2 separate regions of the Sminthopsis crassicaudata genome follow, and region 2 is linked to region 1. The links are chromatin contacts, called in public Hi-C maps. All regions are on one chromosome and are shown on one strand. The core of a region is the stretch at or near the end of the contact, and the rest is flanking DNA. Distances in the headings are between cores, read along the strand shown.

What was found. A called contact is a pair of places that touch in the nucleus more often than the background predicts.
Region 2: a Hi-C map of fibroblasts shows a contact between it and region 1, with 10 times the contacts expected there. The contact joins the promoter of DUSP7 here to the promoter of RPL29 in region 1. A contact is called at or near these places in 2 of 2 Hi-C or Micro-C datasets (fibroblasts and hippocampus).

The regions. Positions count from the first base shown.
Region 1 is chr1:673,532,455-673,537,794 of ASM4859323v1, reverse strand. RPL29 (ribosomal protein L29) reads left to right here and starts at 3,109. Exons shown (of 4, transcript XM_074283397.1): 1 at 3,109-3,186; 2 at 4,352-4,396; 3 at 4,620-4,684. The coding sequence starts at 4,360.
Region 2 is chr1:673,695,980-673,701,319 of ASM4859323v1, reverse strand. DUSP7 (dual specificity phosphatase 7) reads left to right here and starts at 2,380. Exons shown (of 3, transcript XM_074283402.1): 1 at 2,380-3,034. The coding sequence starts at 2,635.

The DNA.
Region 1 (5,340 bases), core at 1,860-4,359:
TATATTGGATTACTTGCCATCTAGGGAAGAGAGTGGGGGAAAGGAGGGAAAATTGGAACACAAGAATTTGCAAGGGCTAATGTTGAAGAATTATCCACACATATGTTTTGAAAACTAAACAGCTTTACTAAAAATAAAATAAAGCCACTTATAAATCTATGATCTTGTAACAAAGCCTCTTCAACCTTTTCAGAGTATGGAGTCCCTAAGAACAAGAATTGTTGCCCCTCAGATGAGTACCTTTGAAGATAGGTTCTATGCCATCTTCTTTCTCAGATGAGTTTGCCTGGGCAATTCTATCAGAATCAGAGAACCACAGCTCAGTTGAACTGTGCACTGGACTGGGGAATTGTATTCAAATAATATCATGCTGGAGCTGAAAGTCCAACTTTGTAATGGGAAAATTGAGGCTAGAGAGGAGGAATCAAGATGGCATAATAAAAGAGGCAGATTTACTCAACTGATTTACACATTGAACAACAGACCCAGAAATAGAATCCACAGCTCCTAATACCTAGTCTGTCTCTCTATGCCCCACCAGATCCCATTGGAACAGTGGATAATAGATTAAGAGAGAGCTTTTTAGATGGTATCTTGCCTTTTGTTTTTACAGATATCAAAAGAGGCTTTTCTTTAAACAGCACATGGATTTCAAACACTAACTATAAAGAAAGGTTTAAAAAAATGTTTTTTTTAAACAAATTCAATCTAATGGTATGGACAACCTGCAAACACCTAGGTATCAAAAAAACCCTTCCAGACATTCACCCAGAATAAATTTAAAATAAACATAGGGAAGGTACTAGAATTAAGAGAGATCTGTAAAGGTTTCCTTTTTAAAAATGCAATGTTAGTTTGGACTTGATGGAAGGGAGAGTGTTGCAGGCTTGAGGCCAGTGATATTATATATGAATGTGATAGAATAATATTGTTCTATTGGAAATGATGAAAAAACCAGGGAAGATTTTTATGAACTGATGCAAAATGAAGTGAATGGAACCAGGAAAATGATTCTTATGATAACAATACTGTAAAGACAAACCATTTTGAAAGATTAAAGGACTCTAATCAATGACGAACCACACTTCCGAAGGACTCATAGTGAAATGTGTTTCTGATAGAGATAGATAATGGACTAAAACTGCAAATTAAGGTACGTAAATACCCATATGTGTGTGTATGTGTGTTTGGTTTCATCAGCCCAGAGTTTCATGTTGATCATCGTGGGACATGTGTATGTACGTGGCCAATGTGAGAAACTGTTAGCTTGACTCTAGATATTTTTAATGGATTTTGTTTTTCTTACTTTCTCAAGGGGGACAGTGGGAAAGGATAGGGACCTGAATATAAAAATGAATTTTAAAAGTTAAAATTTAGAATATATCAAGTTGGAAAGACACTGTGGTACTTATATAACTAATTGTGGTGCTAGACTAAAGGCCTTAAATGCCTAGGAGAGGAATTTGAACTTTATTTCATAAAAAGGAAGTCTCTAAATATTTTAATAACATGCCTGTATCTATACATAGATACTGAGGACTTTTCTTTCTCTCTCTGAGTCGTAGGTCCCTGCACTAGCAGTAGCCAGTGACATTTTTGAGTTCTATTTCTCTCTCCTCCATTTTGGAGATTTCCAAAGAAGCAGTTCCAAATAAGTTGTACAGCTGGCCTGGAGAAAGGCTGGAAACCAACGTGCCTCTCCAAATTCTTTTTTTAGGTTATACATTTACATTTATTTTTCACCTTTTCCCAAATGAGTCAATTTGGGAGAAACAAATCAGAGCAAAAGGGGAAAAACCATGAGGGAAAAAAAAACAGGAAAAAAAATGAAAATAGTATGAATTCAGTATACATTCAGACTTCATAGTTCTAGGTTGGCGTTTTCCATCCAAAGTTTAATTGGGATTGCCTTGGATCACCGAACCAAATCTATTACAATTGATCATCGCATCATCCTTCTGTTGCTTTGTACAATGTTTTCCTGGTTCTGAGCCTGCCTTTCCAAATTCTTAGAGATTCCATGGGATCAGACGGCACGGCTGGGAGGTATACAGCCTAGGTTTTGAGGGACAATGCACTAAACACCTATGGATTCACCAGGAGCAATCCGGGTTTAATGCACTGAAACTTTCTTAAAGTGAAAAACAGATTTGCTTGATTTGACAAAGGAAGAAATGTTTTCTCGACCAACTGAAACTTCTGAATTACCAATTGTACAATCACTAATTAAAAACAGTTGAAAATTTAAATAGGCTGGAAGCATTTGATGCTCCAGAGACCCCAAAGGTGGTGATGCTGAAGCTTTGGTACCCAGAGAAGAAGAGTGACTGACTCCATCTGCTGGAGGAGAACTGAACATCAGGCAGGAGGAAGCAAAGCAAACAAGAGTTCTTCTTTCTCAAAAGGATGGAGAGAGGGGGCAGCTAGGGGGCGCAGTGGATAGAGCTCCAGCCTGAATTCAGGAGGACCGGAGGTCAAATCTGGTCTCAGACACTGAACACTTCCTAGTTGTGTGACCCTGGGCAAGTCACTTAACCCCAGCCTCAGAAAAAAAAAAAAAGTTTGGACGGAGACCAGAGACAGAACGGATGCAGGATATCTGTGGGGAATGGAGCCAGTGCAAGAAGCAGGGACCAGAGAAAAATTGCTGGTGGAAAGACATTTTATCACAGACCGGCGAAGGAGGGAATACCAGCCTTCTCCCGTGAGGGCCCTGCTTTGGCGGTCTAGAAGTCATGTGGTCTGCACAGGTTTCTAAAGGCGGGCGGCCCAAGGCGGGAGGAGCCTCTGGACCCACACGCCAGCCCTTTAGTTGTTAAACACGTGACCCCACGTGGGGTCTCCAGCGGAATGCGGGCTTCCCAAAATGGTGATTTGTTATCAGGAACCATTTGGTTTGTGTGCCCCATTTTGCATCCCTCTACACAAAGCAGCATAGAAATTTCTCCGTGAAAAAAGGGTCTAGAGTGGCTAAGTTTAAAAAGCCCATGTCAGTTACAGCCAGTCAGACACACCCTAGAACGTCACAACTGGGAACGCAAGGTATATCATAATAATTATTATTGTTATTATGTACCCATTTTACAGATGAGTAAACTGAGGCAGACACTGGCGAGGAGCTTGAGCATCCGGGTTCTAGACCTGCCTTCCAAACAGGGCCTAACAAAGCCGGGAGGGGCCTCTGGGGTAATTAATCCAATCCGACATTTAACAGGTTTAACCGCGGGGGAAACAGATCCAGCTGGGCTGGAGCGTTTAAACTGAAAAGTGGCCGGCCGGGCCGATTCCTTCCTACGCCCATTTTACAGTTGGGGAAACGGGCTGGGGAGATTTAGGCGTCGCGCAGGGTCACCCAACTGGGGAGTGTCGATCACCGCCGGAGGTTCGGGCCCAGAGGAGGGTCGTGTGCGCCCTTTACAACGGACCCATTTTACTAGGAAAACAGGAAACAGCGGGGGCCACGGGCGGGGTTGGCTTCCGGGCACTTCCGAGGGCACGGTTCAACTCGGTCCCCAGCGGAAGAGCAGGGTCCGGACCTTTTCTTCCCGGAACGTTTCTTCTTGAGGCTTAGGACTCCGGGGGGAAGGTTTTCTTGTAGGATTTTCCGCCCACGCGGCCCTTATTTCCCACACTGCCCCGCGCTCCTTCCTTCTTTCTCTCTCTCGCTTTGGGCCTCTTCCGGTCGGTGGAGTGCCTGTTGGCGCAGGCTGCGGTGAGAGGCTATGGGGGTCGCATCCGGCGCCATCCGTGGCCCGGATGGGACATGGGGGGCCGAACGAATAGTTCGGAGGATAATAGAGGAATTCTGAGCCGGGGGGTCGGGCCGGGTGGGACCGGCGGGCAGGGGGCAGGCCAGAGCTGAGCCCGGGAGAGTCGGGGGCGGCTGAGAGGCCTGGGCCGGGGTGAGGGAGTTCGCGGCGGGGGAAAGGAGAGGCGCAGATCGGGTGGGCCCCGCGCGAAGTTTGGGGTAATCTCGGGGCCGCCACGGGAGTCTCCGCAGCAGGCGGGAGAGGGGGCCAGCCCTGCGTCTCCCGGCGCCGAGTCCTCTCCGTGGGAGCCGTTGCAGGCTTCTCCGAGACCTGAGGCCTCGGTTAGCTTGTCCCACGAGGAACGGCCGCGGCGAGCCCGGAACGAGCCCTAATGGGAGGACTCCCCTTCCATCTCATTACATGGGAGGCCTGGCCGAAGCGGCGCATTGGCCACCGGCCAGGGTTAATGAGCACTCGCTGGGCCCGGGCTCGGGTTCAGATCCAGCTTCGGACCCGGAAAGCGGCATCCTTAAGACCAGGGCCACAGAGCCACGAGGGATGTTTAGCTCTGCGATCCTGATCCTCGGGTTTCTCCCCTCCAGGTGCAGAGATGGCCAAGTCCAAGAACCACACCACCCACAATCAATGTAAGTTCTCCCCCGGGGGGAGGGGAGAGCCCTGGTTAACCGCGTGCCGGCTTCTAAGATCCGGACAAGCTGCCAGCCTTTTCCTATCTTTCAGCGAGGGAGAGTGACTGTGCCACTTACAGCAGTGAGGAAAATAACGCCTAAATGTTGCACATCGTGCCAGTTGTTTGTTGTGTAAAATCAAACGGACTGATTTGGATTTTTTTTCCTTTTTTGTCTGTAGCAAGAAAATGGCACAGAAATGGCATCAAGAAACCTAGATCCCAGAGATATGAGTCTCTGAAAGGGGTGAGTGTTACATATTCTGCCAATACGGTTCGCTGGTGCTCCATGCGGCCACCCCCACGCGGGCCAACTATGGGGAGGGGCTGCTCACGCACCAGGCTATGACACCGAAAGGCACGGTGGTTTTTATCCAAGAATTTGGCAGAGGCCCCCGCACGGGGTAGGGCTGCACAAAAGTTTGAACTAAATAGAAGGCGGCACTTCTAGTTCTCAGAATATGGTTCAATGTGTAACTAGCCAGGTCTGGTACCATTGGGGCTTGTTAACTAGGGGTCACATGAGCTACATTCAGTCCTTGAACAGCGGCTGTTAATCTTTTAACCACTCATCAGTCATCGGGCGGTTGCGTTCTGTGCGAGCTGGTAGTGGAGATGTGCTCCAAGATCTGGCCCCGGCCCTCAGGAATCCCACATAGTCCAGTAGGAGGCAAAAAACACAGACTAGCTAACTAGTTGAATCTTAACGATTTCTCCCAAGGTAATTTTTAAATTTCTTGGTGACTGAGAACTTTAACAAATTATTTACCCCTCACAGTTACGTAAAGGCCAAACTTTGTCGCCACCTTTGGATAGCAGTCATTTAGCTTACTGTCCCTTGTGTTCAGGAAAGTTATGTAAAGCATTTCTCTGCCAGCATGTTTTAGAAGGAAAAAATAGGCT
Region 2 (5,340 bases), core at 1,131-3,630, 160 kb before region 1:
GCCGTCCTTTCGAGGCAGCCAGGAGAGCCGGTGGCCGGAGGCTCGGCCGCTTTCAGCTCCGTTAGAGCCCACGGCCGCCTCCCGAGGAGCGCAAAGCGCCTGTTAACCCGGCAGCCCCGTTGCCCCAGAGCCAGCCGGGCCGACACTGCGCATGCGCGCTCAGGCTCTCCCGGGCTCCCAAGTAGTGACATTGTTACAGTTCTACCTGCGGCTCCATTCACCTCCTCTAAGCCCTCCCCCTCGCTGTCCGCGCTACCGCAACTGGCAATCCGATACATACATTGCGCTGGGGCACGCCCCCGGCCTCCGCCCACTCTCGCGCTCCGTTCTCCCTCCTCTCCCTCCTCCCCACACCCTCTCTTTTCGGACTGCGGATTGGTCCCCTAGGCGGACCGCTCCCGCCCACCGCAGGAACTGATTGGCAGGTTGGGGAAATTGAAAGGGAGGGAAGAGAAAAGAGAGAGAGGAAGAAAGCGAGGGATTAGACAAGAGTTTTTTCTCCCCCTCTGCCTCTGGAAAGTCACGTGTCGCCTCAAACTGTAGTCAGTCTTAGCCCAGCTTTTAAAGCCTTCTTAAAGGGCGCGCAGCCTCCTTTACAGTCTCATCATGTCCCAGCGCTGCAGAGCCTCTGCAGGGTCTCTGGTCCTCGCTGCCTGGACCCGCAGGTCACCGAGACACTCCCCTTCCTCCCAACATCTCGCTCTGGAATGGGCAGAGAGGCCAGGTTGCGCCCAAAGGGTCAGCCCTCCCAGTGGCTGGAGATGGAGGTTTCTAGCCTCCAGGCAATGGGCTGAGGGGAGGTCAGCCGAGTGACACTCCATCCTAGACTTCAGGATAGGTGGGCTCTAGTTGGGAAAGGGGTCCAAGGTTAAAGAGACTAGGTCTTCGGGGGAGAAGACACCCTCCCTCCCCTGTCCCAGGGAGGAAACTTGACTATTTAGAATTGGAGGTTAGTGGAGTGCAGAGAGCTGAGGTGTGGGAATCTCCTTCTGGTCCTTCGGGAAAGACAAAACTAAAAGTTTGAATGGCAAAAGGGAAGTTTTATTGCACTTTGGAAGTCAGTTTTGCTAGGAGACCGACTTCCTCAGTGGCAGAGAAATAAAAGGTTTTCACTGAGAAGAGGGTCTCTCCACAGCGGGCAGGAGTCCCCACAGGCAGCTATGCCAAGGAGAGGTTCCTTGACAAGACGTAGTCCTGCTGCGGGCATTCTGCAAAGAAAGGAGTTTAAAATTGCCCTTTAATAGGACATCTGAGACAAAGTTTCAAGTTGGAAAGAAAGCCATTGTCCCCAGGCCTAGATACTTATCAGTGCCAGGCCCAGATCTCCCAATCGGATGACAATCACTTGGAAGGCTTGGAAGAATTTCCTGAATGGAGTGCTTTTGACCAAGATTTCCAATTGAATAATGACACTTAACTTGTCTGGGGAGATATACTTTCCCAGGAGGGCCTGAGACTGGAATCTCCCTTCTTTACAGATCAAAGGTACACAATTTCAGTGTTAATTTTACAGATCAAAAGGGGACACAGTATTTTACCGAGTTCTCTGGTACCTCCCGGAACATCTGGGGTCTGTGGAGGAGGGGAGTGATTCCAGCCCTTAGGCCAGTGTTCACTACAGGACACTGAAGTTTGGCTGGCAGCGTGCTCGGGAGGTCTCTGAGAGCTGTGGGAGGAGGAGTGTCCTGATGGGTGCCCCTGCCCCTCCATCTTTGTGGCCTGCCCTTCTAAGATGAGCTGGACACGGCAGGGCTTATTTAATCTTTTTTCTCTGGGCCGGTTTCCTCTTCAGTCGACGTTATGCTGGGTGAGCCCCATAAAATACTGGGCTGGATGGCCACTTGCTGGTGTTATAGGGAGGTTTTTTTTTTTTTTTTTTTTTTTTTTTTTTTTTTTTTAAAGCTTTTGAGGTCTCCAACTCTGAAATTCTGTGATTTCTTTGATCTCTGTCCAGCCCCAGCTCTCAGACTCGGACGGGTCCTTTTAACCTGCTTCTTCTCTAAAGGGAGCTTGCTGCCCGCGGGGGGGCCCAGGATTCCAGCCGTGGCCGGCCTGGGGTCCCCAAACCCAGCTGGGGGCGAGGCTGGGAGTAGTGACTGGAAGGCAGCGTTGGGCTGGCGGGTGGTGCCCGGGTGCTGGGAAGGCGGCGCTCACGTGGATTTCCCTGAGGCTTCTTAGCCTTTTGTGTTGCTGGGCGGATTTCCGCAGGCCAGACGGGTGCAGGCTCCGGGGTGTGGGCGCGGCTTGGAGCCGGGGCTGCCTGCCCCGCCGCAGGCCCCGCCCCCCGGAGGAGGACACGCCGCGCAGCTACAGAAGCCCCTTTTTAATTGAAGTTGTCAGGCTGCAGCCCGCGAGGGAGGGAGGGAGGGCTGGCGGGAGGAAGCAGGCGGGCGGGCGGACTAGCGAGCGAGGGAGCGAGCAAGCGAGCGAGCCTAGCTGCCCCGGGAGGCGGCCGGGAGAGCGAGCGGGCGGCCGGGCGGAACAGCGGACCGGGACGGACCCTGGCCCAGCCCCGCGCCGGGGCTCGGGGGCGAGGGCAGCGGGGCCGCCGGGACTCGCCTGAGAGCCGCTGACCGAGCGTCCACGCCCGCGGCCCGTCCCCGGCCCGGGCCCCCAGGCCCGCCCGCGATCCCGATGAAAAATCGGGTCCGCGCGCCCATGGCGGTGGCGATGCCGTGCAAGAGCGCCGAGTGGCTGCAGGAGGAGCTCGAGTCCGGCGGCGGCGCGTCCCTGCTGCTGTTGGACTGCCGGCCGCACGAGCTCTTCGAGTCGTCCCACATCGAGACGGCCATCAACCTGGCCATCCCCGGCCTCATGCTGCGGCGCCTCAAGAAGGGCAACCTGCCCATCCGCTCCATCATCCCCAACCACGAGGACAAGGAGCGCTTCGCCAAGCGCTGCAAGGCGGCCACCGTGCTGCTGTACGACGAGGCCACGGCCGACTGGCAGGCGGAGCCCGGCGCGCCCAGCTCCGTGCTCGGCCTCCTGCTGCAGAAGCTGCGCGACGACGGCTGCCAGGCCTATTACCTCAAAGGTACGGGCGGCCCGGCGGGCTGGAGGCGCGGGGAGCTCGGCCCCCGGCCCCCGCCCCGGCCGGGGCCCCCCCGGGCTGGTCACCCTTATCCTCCCGCCCCAGCTGGGCCCTGAGCACTCCCCCGGGGCTGGCCGCCCTTATCTCCGCCGCCCCTCAACCTCCCCGGGCTGCTGCCCTCGCGCCTCCCTCAACTGGAAACTGCCCCCCTCGGTTTCCCAGACTGTGACCGTCCTTACCTCTTCTCCCCGCCCCCCAGCCAGGGGCCCACACGGGAGCTGGGACCGTTCTTGTCCTCGCCCCGCTGGCCCCCTCACCTCCCACACTAGGAGCGGGGCTCCCGGGTCCTCATTTAGACTAATCCCCCTTAGCTCCCGCTCTGACCCAGACTGATTATTCTTACCCGCCAGCGGAGTAGGAGCGGGGGTCTCCCTCCCAATGCCACCCTTTCCTCCCCCAGGTAGGGGCCCCTGGGCTTTTCCCGAGATTCCGCCGCCCCCAAACTAGGAACTGCCTCCGGGCCGACTACGAAACTAGGAATTGGGGCTCCTTCCCCCTCGCCCAGATTGGACCTCCCTTACCCCCCAACCCAAGCCGGCTGCAGTCCCTGCATTCAGCCCCAGGAATTGCCCTCCCCAATCCACTCTCTAACCGTCCTTACTCCCTGTCCTCACACCAACTCTGACCGTCCTTACCCCCCACCTCGCACCAGGAGCTTGCCCCCTTGTCCTGTTCTCACCGGCTGGGACGGAGGTCCCCTTCCCTCTTACCCGACTGTCCCCTTCGGGACTGAGAGCCCCCCCTCCATCCAGACCTTGGTGTCCATGTTGTTCCTCTGGATGCTAGCCGCCCCCTTCCCGACCCACACTTAAGGTGCGCCTGGCCCTCTCCCTGCCTCGGTCCCTTTCCCCTAACCCAGAATTTGACCCAGAGCGCGCGGATTATGTGCCTGGCCCTGCCCTTCCCACCCTGGCCCCTCTTTATCTTAGACTCCACGCTACTTCGCCTCTGGGGGTGCGCCCCCCCCAGCCTGGCTTTCCCTTTGTGCTCCCCCTGGGGCGCCCCGCTCCCCAGCCCGGCCTTATCTGTTTGCCTTTCTGGGAGCTGAGCTCGCCCTCATTCAGTAAACATTTATTAAATACCTCCTAGGTGCTTGACACTGAGATTTCAAAAATGGAAAAATAACAGTCCTGCCTTCCAAGGATTTACAGTCTGGGGTAGGGGAGGGCGAGACGTGCTCCGGGTTAATCATTGCTCTTAGTTAGGAAGTGGTGAGATATGGAGGAGAGGCAAATAGAGACTTGGAAGGCTCAGCGCAGGACAGCCCCTCCTCCCCCACCTCAGGCCCCTCTGCATCCCTCGGAACCTCCCTATGGGGCCTTTTATCTTCCTCTGCCCAACTGGGAAAACTCTGGGCCTCCCCTCCCTTTCTGGCTACCCCACCTGGAGGTTCGGAGCCAGCTCTCTCTGGCCAGGCTCCCTCCCCCACGACCCGGCAGCAGGGACCCCTCCGCTTCCCCTCTCTCTTCCCGCACGATTTCCGTGGGAGGAACAAACTTTTCCCCGTCTGAGCTTTTTTCTCCAATTGCTGAAAAGGAATAGTGTAAGTGGTAGAGGGGAGAGGGGGGTGGCTGTCAGCCCGGGCCCTCCAGGTGGGTGGGGACCCTCTCACCCCGACGCACTGCCCCCACATCCTACAGCCAGAGGCTGGGAGGAAGCTGCAGTTCCTGCCTGGCAAGCTTGTAGTTAAATCCCTTCTGGCCTCAGCTCACCCCCTGGAGCCAGCACCCTCCCCTTGCAGACCAGGTTCGGGATTCATTTTTTAAGGAGGGGGAAGGGAAAGAGAGGAAGGGAGGCGGCCCCTGTTGTGAGCTTTCCCCGGAGAGAGAGAGGATGTTGGGGCTTCTTTCTCTGTGCCCCCGCCTGACGCTGGAGGGGTGAGGGAGCCTCTTACCCCCTCCCCGCCGCCAAAGCCAAGGCAAACAATACAATTTCAGCGGAGGAAGGGACCCAGGCGTCCAGGCTTCTGGCCAAAAGCCTGGCGGGCTTCAGCCCTGCCCACCCGGAGGGGAACCCCTGCCCATTCTCTCTGGAGAACCATCCACTCCCCCTCCCCACAGCCCGAGAGCTACCCCAGCCGGCTGGAAACTGCTTGTGTTTCCAATTAACATTCCAAAATGGCCTCTGTGGCGGGGACAGGGGGAGGGGAGGCAGGGGAGGCCTGGCCCTGCCCTGCTTTGCTCTGCTCCTGCTGCTGCTGCTCCAGGCTCCAGGAGCACCTGGCCTTGGCCCGAAGGCAGAAGGGACTG